Regions from separate parts of the Mus musculus genome. Here all the other regions are linked to region 1. A link is a contact called in public promoter capture Hi-C data. All regions are on one chromosome and are shown on one strand. Each heading gives the region's core, a stretch centred on a gene start, on an enhancer-like site or on the middle of the called end of the contact. The rest is flanking DNA. Distances are from core to core; before and after follow the strand shown.

Region 1 (5,161 bases), core at 1,192-3,691:
GCACACCCCACCTCAGAATTTATATCCAACTCAGCCCCAGGAACAATGTGCCTGCCCCCTTTTAGCTCCTCCCCAACTTCCTGTGCCATCCATGCCCCTGCCTCAGTGCCTTGGTGGGCTTTTTCATTCAGCAGATATCCTTGTCTACCTGCCCCTTGCCTACCCTCCCCACAGCACTACGGGGCTGTCATCCAGGGTTCCCACAACCCCAAGAGGTAGGACATGAACTGTAATGGCCAAGAACAAAATAAATGGGCTATAGCATTCTTTATGCAGTTTGAATGAACCAGTGGAAAACCTCCTGGTGACTGTTTCAGTGGCCTAGTGAGGGATATGGCTTCCCTGGCACAAGAAGGTTGCCCATGTACAGATAAGTTGACTCAAGATGCCAGTCAAGCCAAAACTGAGCAACTGCCAAGCCCCTGGCTCCATCCTTACCCAAGGAGTACGCCTGTACTACTAGTTACTCCATAGGGTCTGCATTTCTTCTACTTCCTGTGAAGGTCCTGACCACAAGTGTGTGCCCACGTGTGTCGGGCTCATATTCATCCCCAAGGGCTTTCTCTAGACACCCTGCCTGCTCCTGGTCCCGGCCACGGCAGCTGTAAACTCTTCCTTCTGCTGTTGTTCCAAGCTGTTTCTTATGGGAAGCCTCTTTGCCCAGGTACTCTGACTGACTGCCCTTCCCATGTGACCACCATGGGGACACCCACCTAGCACTTGTGTCCCATGGGTCAAACTGGCTCAACAGTGAAAGCCAGAGCCCAGTCTGTGACAGTGCTTCCTCTTCAGGAATAAAACAACAGACAAGAAGAATGTGACCTCCAAGAGTCTCCTTTGTGCCTGACCTAGCTGGAGGCCAAGAGCAAACTTCCCTCAACACTTAATTCCTGCCTCTGTACAATCCCTCCAACTCTGCCTCCCATCACCCGCACATCCGTCCACCATTCACAAGTGTACCATCACCAGACAGACGTCACAGCATCCATCCATCCGTTACCACAAACTTGACCCCAAGGTGATTCCTCTAACACCCCTACTGTGGCAAAACACCTGGCAAAGGTGGCCTCAGGAAAGAAAAGTGTGTTTGGGCTTACAGTTGGAGGAGACGGCAGGGAGGGCATGAGGCGGCTGGTCATACTGGTATGTCATACACATCGCGCTGTGGTATGGCTCAGGAAGCAGAGAGGAAGACTTTCCACAGTCAGTGCAGGTCTGGCCCGATCAGTGTCTGGAGAGACCTTCACAGCCACAGCCAGAGGTGTGTCTGGGGTGAACCTGCTAAGCTGGCTGTGAAGTCACACCATGCAACCCACCAACCAAACCTCATCTGCCCACAGTTCACCCACACTCCTCCCTGGTATCTTCTTCAGGCATCCATTTTTGCCCCACAGGGACATGTGACTGGGCGGGGCTGGATGACAAGAGACAACTCCCGAGTGACATGTTGACCTCTGGGCTGGGAAGCTTCTTGCCTGGGGTAGCCTCTCATTACCCCGTTTGCCCGATCTCCATCCTCTTTCCGGCCCTGCCAAGGGACCCGCCTCATCTACTGTCTGTTTCCACTCATCCCACATAAAATCTGTTACCTCTCCTCGACCTTCCTGTTACCTCAGCCAACACTCCTTGCAGATGGACCCCACCAGCATCTTCACCCCACTTTCCCAGCATCCTCAGTCTGCCATCCACCAGACATCCCTTCCGGTCCACTCTTCCCCCCCACACACACAACCTAGTCATGTCTACAGCTGCCATCACTCCCACCCAGCCACCACCCACTGTCCCCTACCCACTCATCCACAGCTATCAGTGAGCCACCCTCTACCATTAGCCCAGTCACTCTCCAGCCACTGTCATCCCCATTGCTATCAGGAATTTAACATCCAACACCAGGTGCCACTGTCAATGATGTACTCACAGAAGCCCTCCTCAAGCCACTGCCACCACCGTTTGGTGACTGGCCCACCCGTCATTTCTCTCACTGGTGATTCTCCATTCATCGTGCACCCTGCCTGTCACCTCTAACCTGCCTTCATGGCCAGCCTACCCAGGCACGTCACTCTCTGCCTTAGCTCTCTTTGTTCTCTTCCAGGACCTTCACGCGCCTTTGACATCCCTTCCGGTCTGTTCTGCAACCCACACAATCCCTGCAGAGCACACACCCAGGCTAAGACTTCAGGCCTGGAGAAGATGGGCAAAGATGGCTGAGTTCCAGGGTTCTTGGCCACCTCCACACCGTGTCACCGGGAAAGTCAGGACGACACCCTCTTATTGGGTACCCAGGGTCCTGGGTCCTAAAGGGCAGATGCTAAAGCCGCTGAGAAGATTCCTCCAAGGGCCCTCAGGAGACAGCTGGGCGATCCCAAGGTAAATGTGTAACATCTGGGCGCCCCCTGTCCCTCAGCCCCGCCCGGTCACGTGGGGCCCTCGGAGCGAAGTCCGCATCTGTGAGAGCCTCGGCGGAGAGATGGGTGCTCTGGGCCGGGTCCTGCTGTGGCTGCAGCTCTGTGGTAGGCCCCGTGTCCCCCTGGGTCTGGACCTTGATTGAGGCTGAGGTTTCTCTAGGAAGGGTCGCGATCGCAGGAGAGGTTGGGATATGGAGGTGGCGTTGGCAGCCTGCCTCAATTTCCCGGTCCTCTGGCGTGGGTTGGTAAAGTTTCCAAAGCCCAGGAAGTGGAGAAACCGCAGCCTATTCCCGTGGACCTCCCAGCCCCTGGCGCCTCCTCTGTGCACAATCGGGACAGGGTCGCCAACTCCGGGCTCTGGGACCCCTCTCTGCCCCAGTGAGCTTCCCGCCAGAGCTCTTTCCTAAGGGCCGATTCCCCTCCGACCCCCCCCCCCCCGGGCAGTCAGAGTGCTGTGAATAGAGACGACGTTCCGAGGGAGGAGAAGGGCATGTTTGCGCGGGTTCTGTAGATCAGCTAAGAGTGCGCCTGAGAACGCCGCGGTGGGGCCTGACCGCCTTGCGCTGTGTGCACCTCTGCCGCGCCTCTTTGGAAAGTCGCCTTCCCAGAAGGCGACACTCAGCCTTCCTTTCTTTAGCAATGACTCGGGCCGCCTACAAACTTTGGGTCCCCAATACCTCCTTCGATACTGCCTCCAACTGGAACCAGAACCGGACCCCGTGCGCGGGAGATGCGGTTCAGTTCCCGGCGGACAAGGTACCTTGGTGGGGGGTTGAGGGGATGAACTGGAGGTGGGGAGGTCGGTCAGCCTCGCGCCTAACGCCACCTCTTGCTGCAGATGGTGTCGGTCCTGGTACGAGACAGTCACGCCATCTCGGATATGGTAAGGCTCGGGGCTGTGGCCTCAGCGGGCATGGCTGGCCCTGGGTCGTGCGCCGCCATGGAGCCTCTGGGTAGAGACAATCTCTGGGAAAGGACATCAGAGAGTACGTGGGGTCTCCCAGTCCAGCTCCACTGTCCCCTCCCCCACAGTATCTAAGTGCAGGGTGGGCTCTGGGAAACGTGCCTGCCCTTCCCTTCCTGGAGGCCATGTTAACAAGCTACCAGTGGCCCAGCTAGCCGGAGGGTGAGGAGCAAGAGGTTAAACAGCCCCTGCCTCCCCTCATGCTAAGGCTATGTGCTTTATAAATAAAGGCTGATGGTCCCGAGACCCTAGTTCAGACCCTGTGGTTGGAGCTAAGAATGAACTCTCTCTCTCTCTTCCTTTCTTCCTTAATTCCTTTTCTTTTGGTTTTTCTAGACTGTGTTTCTCTGTGTAGCTCTGGCTGTCCTGAAACTCACTCCGTAGACCAGGCTGGCCTCGAACTCAGAAATCCGCCTGCCTCTGCCTCCCAAGTGCTGGGATTAAAGGCGTGCGCCACCACGCCTGGCTCTTCCTTTTGCTAATTTCCTAACGGGATGACATGGGAGTTCCACCTTCTGTTCCAATTCTCCAAAAAAAGACTAGCATCCTCCAAGCAACTTGTGCACGCAGAACCACTAGAGGCCAGAAGGGGGCGCCAGATCACAGCCGGTTGTGAGCCACCATGTGGACCGGGAGCCTGCATTCTTTGTAAGAGCAGTCTTGAACCTTAACCAGTGGGCCATGGCTCCAGCCATTTATTGTCTGTTCATATCTTGGAAGCTGGGATAGTCTCTGTCTTTGATATCAAGCATACCTGCATGTGTGGATTAGGTTCTGCTTGCTGGCGCTTCCGCTGAAGTCTGCTTTCCCAAGCTCAGGTCTGGAAAGCTCTCCCCATTGTTTCATGTCTCTGCCTCAGCCTCCCTCAGACAGTAATTTGGTACTTGGATGTCCACCCTTCCCCTGGACTCCTCTGCCGTCTTCTGTGGAGCCTGGATGTGGCCACCTGTCACTGAACACCCACAGCTAGACCAGGCCTGGTGTTTATCTACTAGTGCTAGGTCCCTAGTGGGGTAGCTTTCTACAATCTCGTCTTATTTCCTCTTCCGTTCTGTTCGTTTATTGTGATGCTAGGGACAGAACCCAGGGTCTCACAAATGCTAGGTAGGTAGGTGTTCCATCCCCGAGTTCTACCCCAGCCCTGTTCTTTATAAGAATACATTCCATTCACATGGTGTGTGTGTGTGTGTGTGTGTGTGTGTGTGTGTGTGTGTGTGAGAGAGAGAGAGAGAGAGAGAGAGAGAGAGAGCGCCCATCCTGAGGTGCCACTGTGCTTACAATACATCATGTCTGTTCCCACCCGTGGGTGGAGTCCCTTGGCGTGGGTGTACCTGGCCTATGTCATCTCCTCTGTCTAGGGTGAGCCTTTGGACAGGTCTGAAGCTCTAGCAAGGCCAAGTGGGGACAAGAGCCTGGGCTGTGGGTGATGACTGGTACCTGATGGCCCTGTGAGGAGCAGCTCCCGTGGCCCCGTCTCCCTAAGCTCTGGGACAAAGATGGAGGGATGAGGTCCCGAGGCTTGGGGAACCAGGAAATAGTGTCGGATCAGTCTTTCCCTTCCGCACAGCACAGTCCTAGCTCAGAACTGGATTTGAACGGTGAGATGATCCCGTAGTGGAGCCTCGAAACTAGCTAAAATCACTCTTAGATGTCCTTCCTTCTCCTGCGTCCCTCTCTCTGAAACTGAAGCCGCTTCCCCAGTGGCAAATGGATATATTTTAAAGTCTGGCTTCTAAGACCCGGGAGACCTTGTCTTATACTTTCTCCAAGTGATGGGTGCTGGCAATGTCAC
Region 2 (5,161 bases), core at 1,787-4,286, 240 kb after region 1:
CTCCCTTTAGGTGGCCCTGACTGAGGCCTGGCCCTGGAGAAGCGTGGTGAGATCTGCCTCGGGCCCTTCTAGAGCCACCAGCTAGCTCTGCACCCAGCTAAGAGCAATGTGCAATAAGCAAGGAGCCCCAAGTGATTCTTCCCACCTGAGAAGTCTCTGCCGAAGAACAGATGTGCATCCATACACCTCACCATACACACAGAAGGGCCCAAGGCAGTGCCCCTCTAAAGCTTTCTCAAAGGCGTGTGGCCCACTGTAAGATGTACACTTTACAATATCGCTCAAGAATCACGTGTACACACTCTCACGTCAGAAGACACTGAGGCCTTGAGGACAGTAGCAGACAGGGGTCTGAGGTCACACAACTGGGCCTCTTACCAGGCACAACAGCACAGTGACATCCTATGAATAGGGCCAATTTTCTGGAAGGAAGATATTGGGAGCCAAGCAACCCTCCCCACCTAGACCTCTGGGGGGGTCCCCTCTTGCAGGTCAGTTGGAAATTTGGAAATCTAGCACCCAGGCTCAGTCTCTATTCCTTATCCAGGAAGGAAGACACACTGGGCTGAAGAAACTTCCACAGGGGATGAAGGCCTTGACTCGTGAGTGAGCTTATGGGGTGCAGACAGAGCACAGAGCTGTACATGTTGGTCAAGTAACCTGTGTGGCATGTAACTGTCACAGAAGTCCCCCTACATGCCACACCTTACCGTGGCCTTTTTTTTTTTTTTTTTTTTTTTTTTTTGGTTTTTCGAGACAGGGTTTCTCTGTATAGCTCTGGCTGTCCTGGAACTCACTTTGTAGACCAGGCTGGCCTCGAACTCAGAAATCTGCCTGCCTCTGCCTCCTGAGTACTGGGATTAAAGGCGTGTGCCACCACGCCCGGCTTACCGTGGCCTTTTTCTCTATATCCTCTGGCGATGGCAATGCTTAGAACATGCCACTCTGAGAGGTCAATAACAGCATTACAGAGAGGGCAAATACCAAGCCTCATATGGGTGTGCATAACTAAAAACCCGGCACTTGGGAGGTAGAGGAAGGGCAGTCAAGAGTTCAAGGCCAGCTTGGGCAACATAGTTTAGCAACCACAGCAACCACGTGCCGGGAAGCCAAGAGCTGTCTTTGGAGCTCAGTGGTAGATGCTTGCCTCGGGCTGAGGCTGGAACAAACAAGGGATAATGCTGCCTGTAATGCCTGCTGTAATCTGAGCTCTCAGGAGCAAAAGCAGAAGAAGCATCCGGAGTTGAAGGACAACCTGGGCTTCATAGAGAGACCTTGTCTTAGCGCCTGAGAAAAAGTGGGCTGGGGCTGTAACTCAGGTGATAGTGCTCAGCAAGCATGTGTGCGTCCCTGGGTTGGGTCGTATAGACTAGGTTTGTCTGCACACTGTAATCCCGATATTAGAGAGGGTGACAGGAAGGTCAGGAAGTTGAAGGTCACCCTCAGCTACATAGTGAATTTGAGGCCAGCCTGGGCTACATGAGACTCTACCTCAAAAACAAAAAATAAATAAATAAACAATATAACTCACCAAAAAGTAAAATTAAAAAGCAGATATCAAAAGCCTAAATTTGGGCTGGTGAGATGGCTCAGCAGGTAAGAGCACCCGACTGCTCTTCCAAAGGTCCTGAGTTCAAATCCCAGCAACCACATGGTGGCTCACAACCATCCGTAATGAGATCTGACTCCCTCTTCTGGTATGTCTGAAGACAGCTACAGTGTACTTACATATAATAAATAAATAAATCTTAAAAAAAAAAAAAAGCCTAAATTTAGCCGGGCGTGGTGGCGCACGCCTTTAATCCCAACACTCAGGAGGCAGAGGCAGGTGGAGCTCTGAGTTCAAGGCCAGCCTGGGCTCCAGGGCGAGTTCTAGGATGGCCAGAATGACACAGAGAAACCCTGTCTTGAAAATACAAAAAAAAAAAAAAAAAAAAAAAAAAGAAAAAAAAAAAAGAAAGAAAGAAAGAAAGGAAGGAAGAAAGAGGCTAAGCTTGTGACCCAATCCTTCTCCAGGCCTACCCCTGCCACCGAACACACCCCTGACAACCCTCCTCAAACATTACCCACTGACTGCTGCTGGGGCTATGAACTTCTTTGAGGAACAGCTGACCCAAATTCCCGACTTGACAGAGGACATCTCCCGGGCAGTTGGGGAAGTGTGGGGATGAATTTAAATGTTACTCTCTGAAGCAGTAAGGCTGGATAGCAAGGTCAGGCTGCTTTTCCCAAGGGCGGGGGGTTGGGTGAGGAGATCGGTGCCAACATTCTCCAAAGGCCACAGCCCCAAGCTGGCAGTACCCAGTCAGCTCATGGCCTCTCCTTCAAGCTCCAGGCCATCTGCAGAAGGATGTATGCTTTAAACCTTAATTATCCTGCATTTTATACAGTCCCCGTGACCTGATTTTTTTTCTATCCTCAGAGACCTGCAAGGTAGAAGGAGAATTTTCTGTTTTAATCATAACACTCATCAAATGAGGGCATGACCCTTAAGCAAAAGACAGACACATCAGGAAGTAGGAAGGAGGCTGTGACAGACATAACAGCCAAGGTCACTGTCCCCTTGGCCTTTCATCTACCACCGCAGAAACGGGAACACAGACAGGCCCAGGCCAGTCAAATCTAAGGGTGTGTGTTGGCATGAGTTTCACCTCCCTCCTCTCGAGTTCCAGGGAATGTAAATGGTCCAGGAAATCCACACTTCCCACAGCCAGTGACCTAGTGTGGCAAGAATACTAAGGCTGGCAGCCGTGAGGAGTCACGATGGTCAATCCTGTTCCCATAATTTATTGGTGGCCTGGTTGAGGCCGCTTGACCTCCTGAGGATACTGCCAACCTTTTATCCTTCTTTGGAAGCTGACCTAGTCTCCCTCCCTAGGGAAAGCAGACCTTGACCTGCAGGCATAGTCTGGGTTCAACCACCCACCCCACTGAACAAGCCTGGCAGAGTAGCTGATGTCTCCAAGTGTGTGCAAAGCCAAGTACCCAGCCCACACAGGGCAGGACTAGTCTAAAGGACATGGAGCATGGACTGTGTTCCACACTGTACTGGCTGCAGTGGAATGCTAGGACCAGGCGACTAAGCAGAGCAGGCAGGGTGAGGGGAGATACTAGCAACCCACAAATAACAATAGGAAAGAGGGCGACCGGAGAAAGGAACCGAGCAAGAAAGCTCAGCCTCGGAAAACACAGCAGGAAATTCAGAATGCAATAAATAAAGGGCCGACTGGGCACAGCAAGGCACACATCAGCAGATGGGAGGATCGCAGGGAGGAAGCCTCCTAGGAACAGGAGGACTAAGACAGGAAGAGGAGGAGGAGGAGGAGGAGGACTACGAAGACAGAAACTGAAACTGAAAGTGCCAGATGCAAGAGATGGAGAGAGAAGGGCAGCGCCAACCAGACATGGTGACCCAGGTTGTCCTCAGAGGGGCATGGTGTGATAGAGGAGCTTGAGGCCAGCTTGACCTACATGTGGCCCCATCTCACAAGAAGACATAGGGAGTGCTAGGAAAGGTGGTAGGGAAGGCACACAAGCCCCAGGCAGCCATGATGGCGTGCACCTCTCATCCTGGCTGGCATTTGGGAGACACTGCTTTGAATAGAGGCTTTCTCTCAATCCTTTTGGGTTTTTAGATGTGTGTGTGTGTGTGTGTGTGTGTGTGTGTGTGTGTGTGTGTGTGTGTGTGTGTGTGTGTGTGATATGTGAAAATTCCCTCCAAAGCCAGAAGAGGGCAGTGCATCCTTTGGAGCTGGAGTTAAGAGGCAGCTGGGAGCCTAATATGGGTGCTAAGAACTGGACTTGGGTCCTCTGGAAGAGCAGCAAGTGCTTAACCACTGAGCCACTGCTCCAAGCGTCTACCAATCACTAAGGTAAAGATTTTATGTTGTAATATTTGTTGTTGTTGTTGTTTATTTTTGGTTTGGTTTGGTTTGTTTTGTTTTGAGACAAGATCTCACAAAGTAGACCAGGCTGGCCTCCCATGTGCTGGGATAAAAGTTGTAAGCCACCACAGCCAGCATTGAAAAAAAAAAAAAAAAAAAAAAAAAAGAAAAAAAAATTTAAAGCCATCCAAATGAGTTTACACTAAGGCCAGCCTAGGTTAGGTAAGACCTGATCTTGAAATAAACAAATAAATGAATGAATGAATGAATGAATGAAGTTGACTTATATAATATGACTGGAGTCCAACAATGGCTCTCTGTGCTCTGGAGAGGCGGAGGACCCAGAACCTTCTTAACCTGGGAAGTTGGGAGCCTCAGAGCTCCCACAGAGGTGCTTAAAGCCTAGAGAATTTAGTCCCTGGAGAGCGGCTGGTTTTGAGTCCACTTTGGACCACTGAAGAAGCTGGAGTCTGGAGTCAGCAGGTGTCGGTCACTCCAGCCAATCAGGAAGCAGCAAAGGGAGGTACCCTCAGCACTGCTTCTCCTTAGAACTCATTATCTGGGCCACTGGCTGGAAGATGCCACCCATATTCGTTATGGGACTGTCCTCGGTCACTGTCCTTCAGGGTACTCCTCTCTGGAATCAGTCCCCCTCAGACATACAGGGGAGTTTCACTAATGCTAGGTGCCTGTTAGCTCAGCCAAGCTGACAGACTAACCATCATACCCACAAACTAAACTGAAGAAATAGAAAAACCCTGACCAAGGCCAAAAAGAGAAACATCTAGGTGTTACTGAGAAGCTGAGGCAATGAGGGAAAAGGAAGGCTGTGGTAGGCGTCTCTCTTGCTCTACATGGGTTATCCCACGGGTGTTAAACACCAGAAGACCAGGAAGAACGACAGAAAAGAGTTGGACATGATGGTTCACATCTGCAATCCCAGAACTCAGGAGACAGAGACAGATGGATGTCTGAATTCAAGGCCAGCCAGGGCTATGTTAGCCTCAAAACAAACAAAAAAGAAGCCCACTGTGGTAATACAGGCCTTTAATCCCAGCATCCCAAGAAGCAGAGGCAGGTGAATCTCTGTGAGTTGCTGGTCAGTCTGATCTACACAGAGCTCTAGAACAGCCAGGGCTATGTAGGGAGACCCTGTCTCAAAAACAAAACAAACCAAATTAAAAAAAATATATAGAAAAGGTGGAACAAACTGCTCTAACAGTTAATGTGGTAGAGAAGTGGAAATATTTCAATAATTGCAGTAGTAGACTAAGCCA
Region 3 (5,161 bases), core at 1,726-4,225, 210 kb before region 1:
TTCTCAGATTGTTGCCTTTTAATTATTTGGCTACTACATGTGTTCAGCCAAATATTTGAGTTGTTTTGCTTATGGTTCGAATGTTTCTAATTTCTAAATTGTCTGCTCTGTCCCATTTCTCCTAAAGTCTCTTGATGGAAGCTAATTTAAAGCAATGAGATAGATAGATAGATAGATAGATAGAAGTCTCTTGATGGACGCTAATTTAAAGCAATGATAGATAGATAGATAGATAGATAGATAGATAGAAGTCTCTTGATGGAAGCTAATTTAAAGCAATGAAATAGATAGATAGATAGATAGAGAGAGAGCGGGAGCGCACTAAAGAAACGAGCTAATACTAGCTGTATTTTTAATTTTCAAAGTTTTATTGATCACTATTATATGTATTAATCAATGAGGGTGTGAGTGTGAGCTTGTGCGCTGGTGACATGGGCTCAGAGGCTAGCTCTCAGGATTTGGTTTCTTCCCCCCTGCTCTGAGTTCTGGGGTTGATCTCAGGGCATCAAGCTTGCTTGGGAAGTACTTTACTTGTCGAATCAACTTACCAGGCCCATCTTTCTTTTTTTCCTTCTTTGGTCTGGGGATGGAACCAGTCTCTCTGCCTTCTTAGGGTAGTGCCCACCGTAGAGTGTATGCTCTGTGCTTGTGTATATTGACAGCATAGTGTTTGTTTGGGTAGAACCATAATCTGACCTGACCCCTGACCCCTGACCCCTGACCCTACAGATGAGCATTTTCTGGTTCTACTAATCTAAATCACAAGTCCTGTACTCACTTGGGTTGACTTTTCTGCAGAGTGGAATTGTTGGATCAGAATTCATATGTAAGCTCCTGAATTCCCTCTGCCAAGGCTCATTGTGATTTCTGCAGCGATTGAAAGTGCTTCCACTTTTAGAGTAAGTTTAGTCCTTCTAGCTCGTGACTTTAGCATCGTTGTGTTTGTGGATCGTGGTTTATTTCTTTTCTGTTTGAGACTTTGGCCTACTTTATTTATTATAAAATCTGTGTGAATTAATGAAGTTGCTGCGCGGGGGTGTGTGTGGGGTGTGGCTCATGCTTGCAATCCCAGCTATTAGAGCAGAAGCAACAATTCCAGGCCAGCCTATGGCATTCCAGGCCAGTGAGGGCCACACTGAGTAACCAGCTCTGTGACATGGCCTGGGCACATGTCTTTCTTTTTTTATAAGGTTTTTTTAAGATTTATTTATTTATTTATTTATTATATCTCAGTACACTGTAGCTGTCTTCAGACACACCAGAAGAGGGCGTCAGATCTCATTACAGATGGTTGTGAGCCACCATGTGGTTGCTGGGATTTGAACTCTGGACCTTCGGAAGAACAATCGGGTGCTCTTACCCCCTGAGCCATCTCACCAGCCCCATGTCTTTCTTTTTTGATGGTGAGATTCTCTGTCTGTGTAAAAGTTTTAACTGAAATGATTTTCTTTTTAACCAAAGTCTCACAGTATTGCCCAGGCTGCCTTGTGGGTCATCCTTGTCATTTAGACTTTGAACTCTCAACCCTCTGATCTCAAAAGTCTCAGCCTCTCATAGTGAATTCTGAGCCATATCTAGTTCTTGTTTGTTTGTCTGTCAGGAGAAAGGGTTTTTATTTTTTTATTTTATGGAAGTACATTGTCACTGTCTTCAGACACACCAGAAAGGGCGTCAGATCCCATTATAGATGGTTGTGAACCACCATGTGGTTGCTGGGAATTGAACTCAGGACCTCTGGAAGAGCAGCCAGTGCTCTTAACCACTGAGCCATCTCTCCAGCCCAGAAAGGTTATTTTTTCAAACAGATTTTGCTCACCAATAATTCCTTTATGTGATTAGTATTTTTACAGCTTATAGAAAAGTTATCTAAGATGTTATCTAAGGTGGTGGTGCATGCCTTTAATCCCAGCACTTGGGACACAGAGGCAGAGGTAGTGGATTTCTGAGTTCGAGGCCAGCCTGGTCTACAGGTGAGTTTCAGGACAGCCAGGGCTACACAGGAAAACCCTGTCTCGAAAAACCAAAAAAAAAAAAAAAAAAAAAAAAAAAAAAAGAAAAGAAGTTATCTTGCCCATGTGTGGAGAGCAGCACACAGCCTGCATTAAGAGGCAGATGCAGGAGAATTAGATGCTTGAGGCTGGGTGGGCCACACAGGATCCTATCAAATTAAAAAAAAATTTTCAACAATGTAAAATCCCCCTGTTCATTTGTTTTCTATGGCTGCTTTGGCAGAACTTTGGGGTTTTTTTTTTTGGTATTTTGGTTTTTGTTTTTTTAGAGTTCTAATCTTTTTGTTTTTGTTTTTTGAAACAGGGAACTCTATAGACCAGGCTGGCCTCAAACTCAGAAATCTACCTGCCTCTGCCTCTTGAGTCTTGGGTTCTTTTAGTTAATTAATTAATTAAGTAAGTAAGTAAATTAACCACTTGGCTAGTTCTCTTAATTTTAAGCACCAGAAATAAATATTTAAGCTTACAGTTGTCTTTTCCAAAATTTGGATTGTACACTTCTATTTCCTTAACTGTCAGTACTTAAAAAAAAGAGGAGTTTACAAAGCCAATAAGACCATTTAGCTTTCTTCCAGATTACAGATTTACAATGTAAAGCAGTTTCTACCTTGTTTTCAAGTTATTTTGACAAATTTGCTAGGTCATAAATACCAAGAAATCTGTGACCAGTTCTGGGAGTGGAACACAAGTAGAGAGTCTGAGGTCAGTGTCAGTGCAGGCAGAGATGTCGCTGCTGAAGCTGGGCTGTGGCAGGGTTAAGAAGGAGATCACAATGGAAGGGTTTTTGGAATTTGTGGGTTCTGATGGGAGCACAGTGGACAGTATTTTTACCTTTGGAGCGTTGCTTTCTACCCAAGCTGATTTATGATTCTCTTGGGATTCTTTTCCTGATTCATACAGCTGCCCCAGCTCTGTTCATGACTGTTTCCATGGGAACAGAAGTAGGATAACATACGTTTATAACCTGTTGCTAGGCAGATGTAGCTTGCAATATATTAAAATGTTCTCATTAAAAAGCATTTGAAAGTCTGGGGTATGGTAGAGAGCTTGCCTAGCATACAGCGTTTGGGTTTTGTCCTTAGTACTGCAGAAAAATAAGTGAGTGAGTGGATGGATGGATGGATGGGTGGGTGGGTGGGTGGATGGATGGATGGATGGATGGATGGATGGATGTGTGGGTGGATGGATGGATGGGTGGATGGATGGATGGATGGATGGATGTGTGGATGGATGGATGGATGTGTGGATGGATGGATGGATGGATGGATGGATGGATGGATGGATGGATGGATGGATGGATGGATGGATGGATGGATGGATGGATGGATGGATGGATGGATGGATGGATGGATGGATGGATGGATGGATGGATGGATGGATGGATGGATGGATGGATGGATGGATGGATGGATGGATGGATGGATGGATGGATGGATGGGTGGGTGGATGGATGGATGGGTGGATGGGTGGTAGAAGAGGCAAAGTGTTTGGTATTTGCCTTTAGTAGGGGAGGTAAGCAGGGTAGTTTAAAATTACAACTCCAAGATTATGAACTCTTCTGTGGTAAAATAGCTAGTCTTGTTTAGGCTCTAGTCTTACTTGCAGTAATTGATTAAATGTTTGAAATGGAAGGGGAATAATTGAAATAATTTTCTGAAAGCCTATCCCCTTAGATATTAAGTTGTGGTGTGTGTAGATTTAATGTGACAGTTGCCATGACCCAGTGTGTACATAGGATCTCAAAGTGGTCTTTCCCAGTTCTCCCGTCTTAGATGTGAGTGACTAGTCCGGAGGCCTGTGGATGTTAAGATACCTGTTTCTTTATTTGGTTAAATCTGTTGAATTATAATTTTTGAGTGGGTAATAATACTATTGATGGAGAGATGACTTGATTTCAGAAAGCATACATAGCGTGGATTGTGGTTACTGGGAACTGAACCTAGGTCCTCTGCAAGATCAAGTGCTCTTACCCACTGAGCCATCTCTGCTGCTCCAGTAACTACTGGTTTTTATTTGGTGCCCACATTACTCCAAATGTGACCCTTGAAGATAACGTCCTTTTCAGAAGTTATGCTGAACTTCAGGTTTTGCATGCGTCATTGCTTGTTAGTGTATTTATCTTATGTTTTCCTATGCATTCCTGATATCAGTTATTTCTGTAAGGAGCAGTCGTTTCTTTTATAGTGGAGATGAGTTACTAGAGAAACCAAGATCTGCTGAGTGTGGTGGCGCATGCCTTTAAACCCAGCACTCGGGAGGCAGAGGCAGGTGGATATCTGAGTTCGAGGCCAGCCTGGTCTACAGAGTGAGTTCCAGGGCAGCCAGGGCTACAAAGAGAAACCCTGTCTCGAAAAACTAAAAAAAAAAAAAAGAAAAAAGAAAAAAAAAGAAATCAAGATCTGAGCATCAGATAGGAACATATGCTGTCAGGGTGTTGATGGTCTATCTCTCTCTTAGGGCAGAGCCTGTAAGGAGTATGTGCACACGTCCAGTCATCTCACACACTTAGAAGCTGGGAGTCCCCACCATGCTGCTGTCTTGATTCAGAGCCTTAGTGTTTATGAACTGCCTTCTCTGTTTATTTGTAGCACCTGCCTCTGCTTCTCTCTTTACATTAAAAATAAAAAGATCTATCTGTGTGCATTGAGTGCAGTGCCTGCAGAGGTCAGGGGTCAGATCCCTGGGAGCTGTAAGCCAGCTGGGTGGGTGCTGGGAATTGAACTCGGAGCCTCAAGATGAGCAGTGTGTTCTCCTAGCCACTGAGCCATCTCTTGCCCACTTCTGTAGTTCTCACTAGTCAGTTTTGTTGAGTTGGTTTTTGTTGTAGTTTTGTTTGTTTGTTTTGTTTTAATCTCCTGTAACAAAGGCTGTCTTCAAACTCAGCAAGTATCTTTGGCCTTGAACTCTTGATCCTCTCTCTTCTCTCCAGCTCTCTGATGGCATGACTACAGGCAGGAGCCACCAAGCCTGGCTATTTATCCCTAATAGACTTACTTACTTGGTTACTCAAAACTTGCTTTGGATATGGGATTCAGGAGCAGGATGAAAGGAAAGAGAATTCCTAGGCTAATGAGAGTGCACTAGTTATGCAGACAGCTACCAGCCACTCCCCATGGGTGAGTGAGTAAATCCAGGTGTTGATGTGAATTTGG

The links. Promoter capture Hi-C pulls out the DNA fragments that hold promoters and counts their contacts.
Region 2: a promoter capture Hi-C map of liver shows a contact between it and region 1, with 3 times the contacts expected there. The contact joins the enhancer-like site here to the promoter of Amn in region 1. A contact is called at or near these places in 3 of 39 promoter capture datasets (hippocampal neurons and liver), 1 of 484 Hi-C or Micro-C datasets (nephron progenitors), 4 of 115 datasets of contacts at active chromatin or transcription factors (all in embryonic stem cells) and 2 of 9 other capture datasets (liver and pancreatic islet).
Region 3: a contact with region 1 is called in a promoter capture Hi-C map of hippocampal neurons, with 3 times the contacts expected there. The contact joins the enhancer-like site here to the promoter of Amn in region 1. A contact is called at or near these places in 10 of 39 promoter capture datasets (the 3T3-L1 cell line, 3T3-L1-derived adipocytes, cranial neural crest and 6 more), 7 of 115 datasets of contacts at active chromatin or transcription factors (embryonic basal ganglia, embryonic forebrain, embryonic stem cells and 2 more) and 3 of 9 other capture datasets (adipose tissue, liver and pancreatic islet).

What each region holds. Positions count from the first base shown.
Region 1 is chr12:111,268,655-111,273,815 of GRCm38.p6, forward strand. It overlaps Amn (amnionless), which reads left to right and starts at 2,442. Exons shown (of 12, transcript NM_033603.3): 1 at 2,442-2,510; 2 at 3,043-3,161; 3 at 3,244-3,288. The coding sequence starts at 2,468. It overlaps Gm51960 (a long non-coding RNA gene), which reads right to left and starts at 5,082. Exons shown (of 3, transcript XR_003950150.1): 1 at 4,124-5,082; 2 at 3,166-3,371; 3 at 253-2,561.
Region 2 is chr12:111,511,710-111,516,870 of GRCm38.p6, forward strand. No RefSeq gene overlaps it. Among named protein-coding and RNA genes, the nearest start is that of Gm40578, 12 kb to the left of the region's middle. Within about 2 kb of position 3,037, at least 60 of the 459 cell types and tissues checked have an H3K27ac peak or open chromatin away from gene starts, as enhancers often do. A contact at or near this core is called in liver, where this site is marked.
Region 3 is chr12:111,061,471-111,066,631 of GRCm38.p6, forward strand. All of the region lies in intron 2 of Rcor1 (REST corepressor 1), which reads left to right. Among named protein-coding and RNA genes, the nearest start is that of Rcor1, 25 kb to the left of the region's middle. Within about 2 kb of position 2,976, at least 9 of the 459 cell types and tissues checked have an H3K27ac peak or open chromatin away from gene starts, as enhancers often do. A contact at or near this core is called in hippocampal neurons, where this site is marked.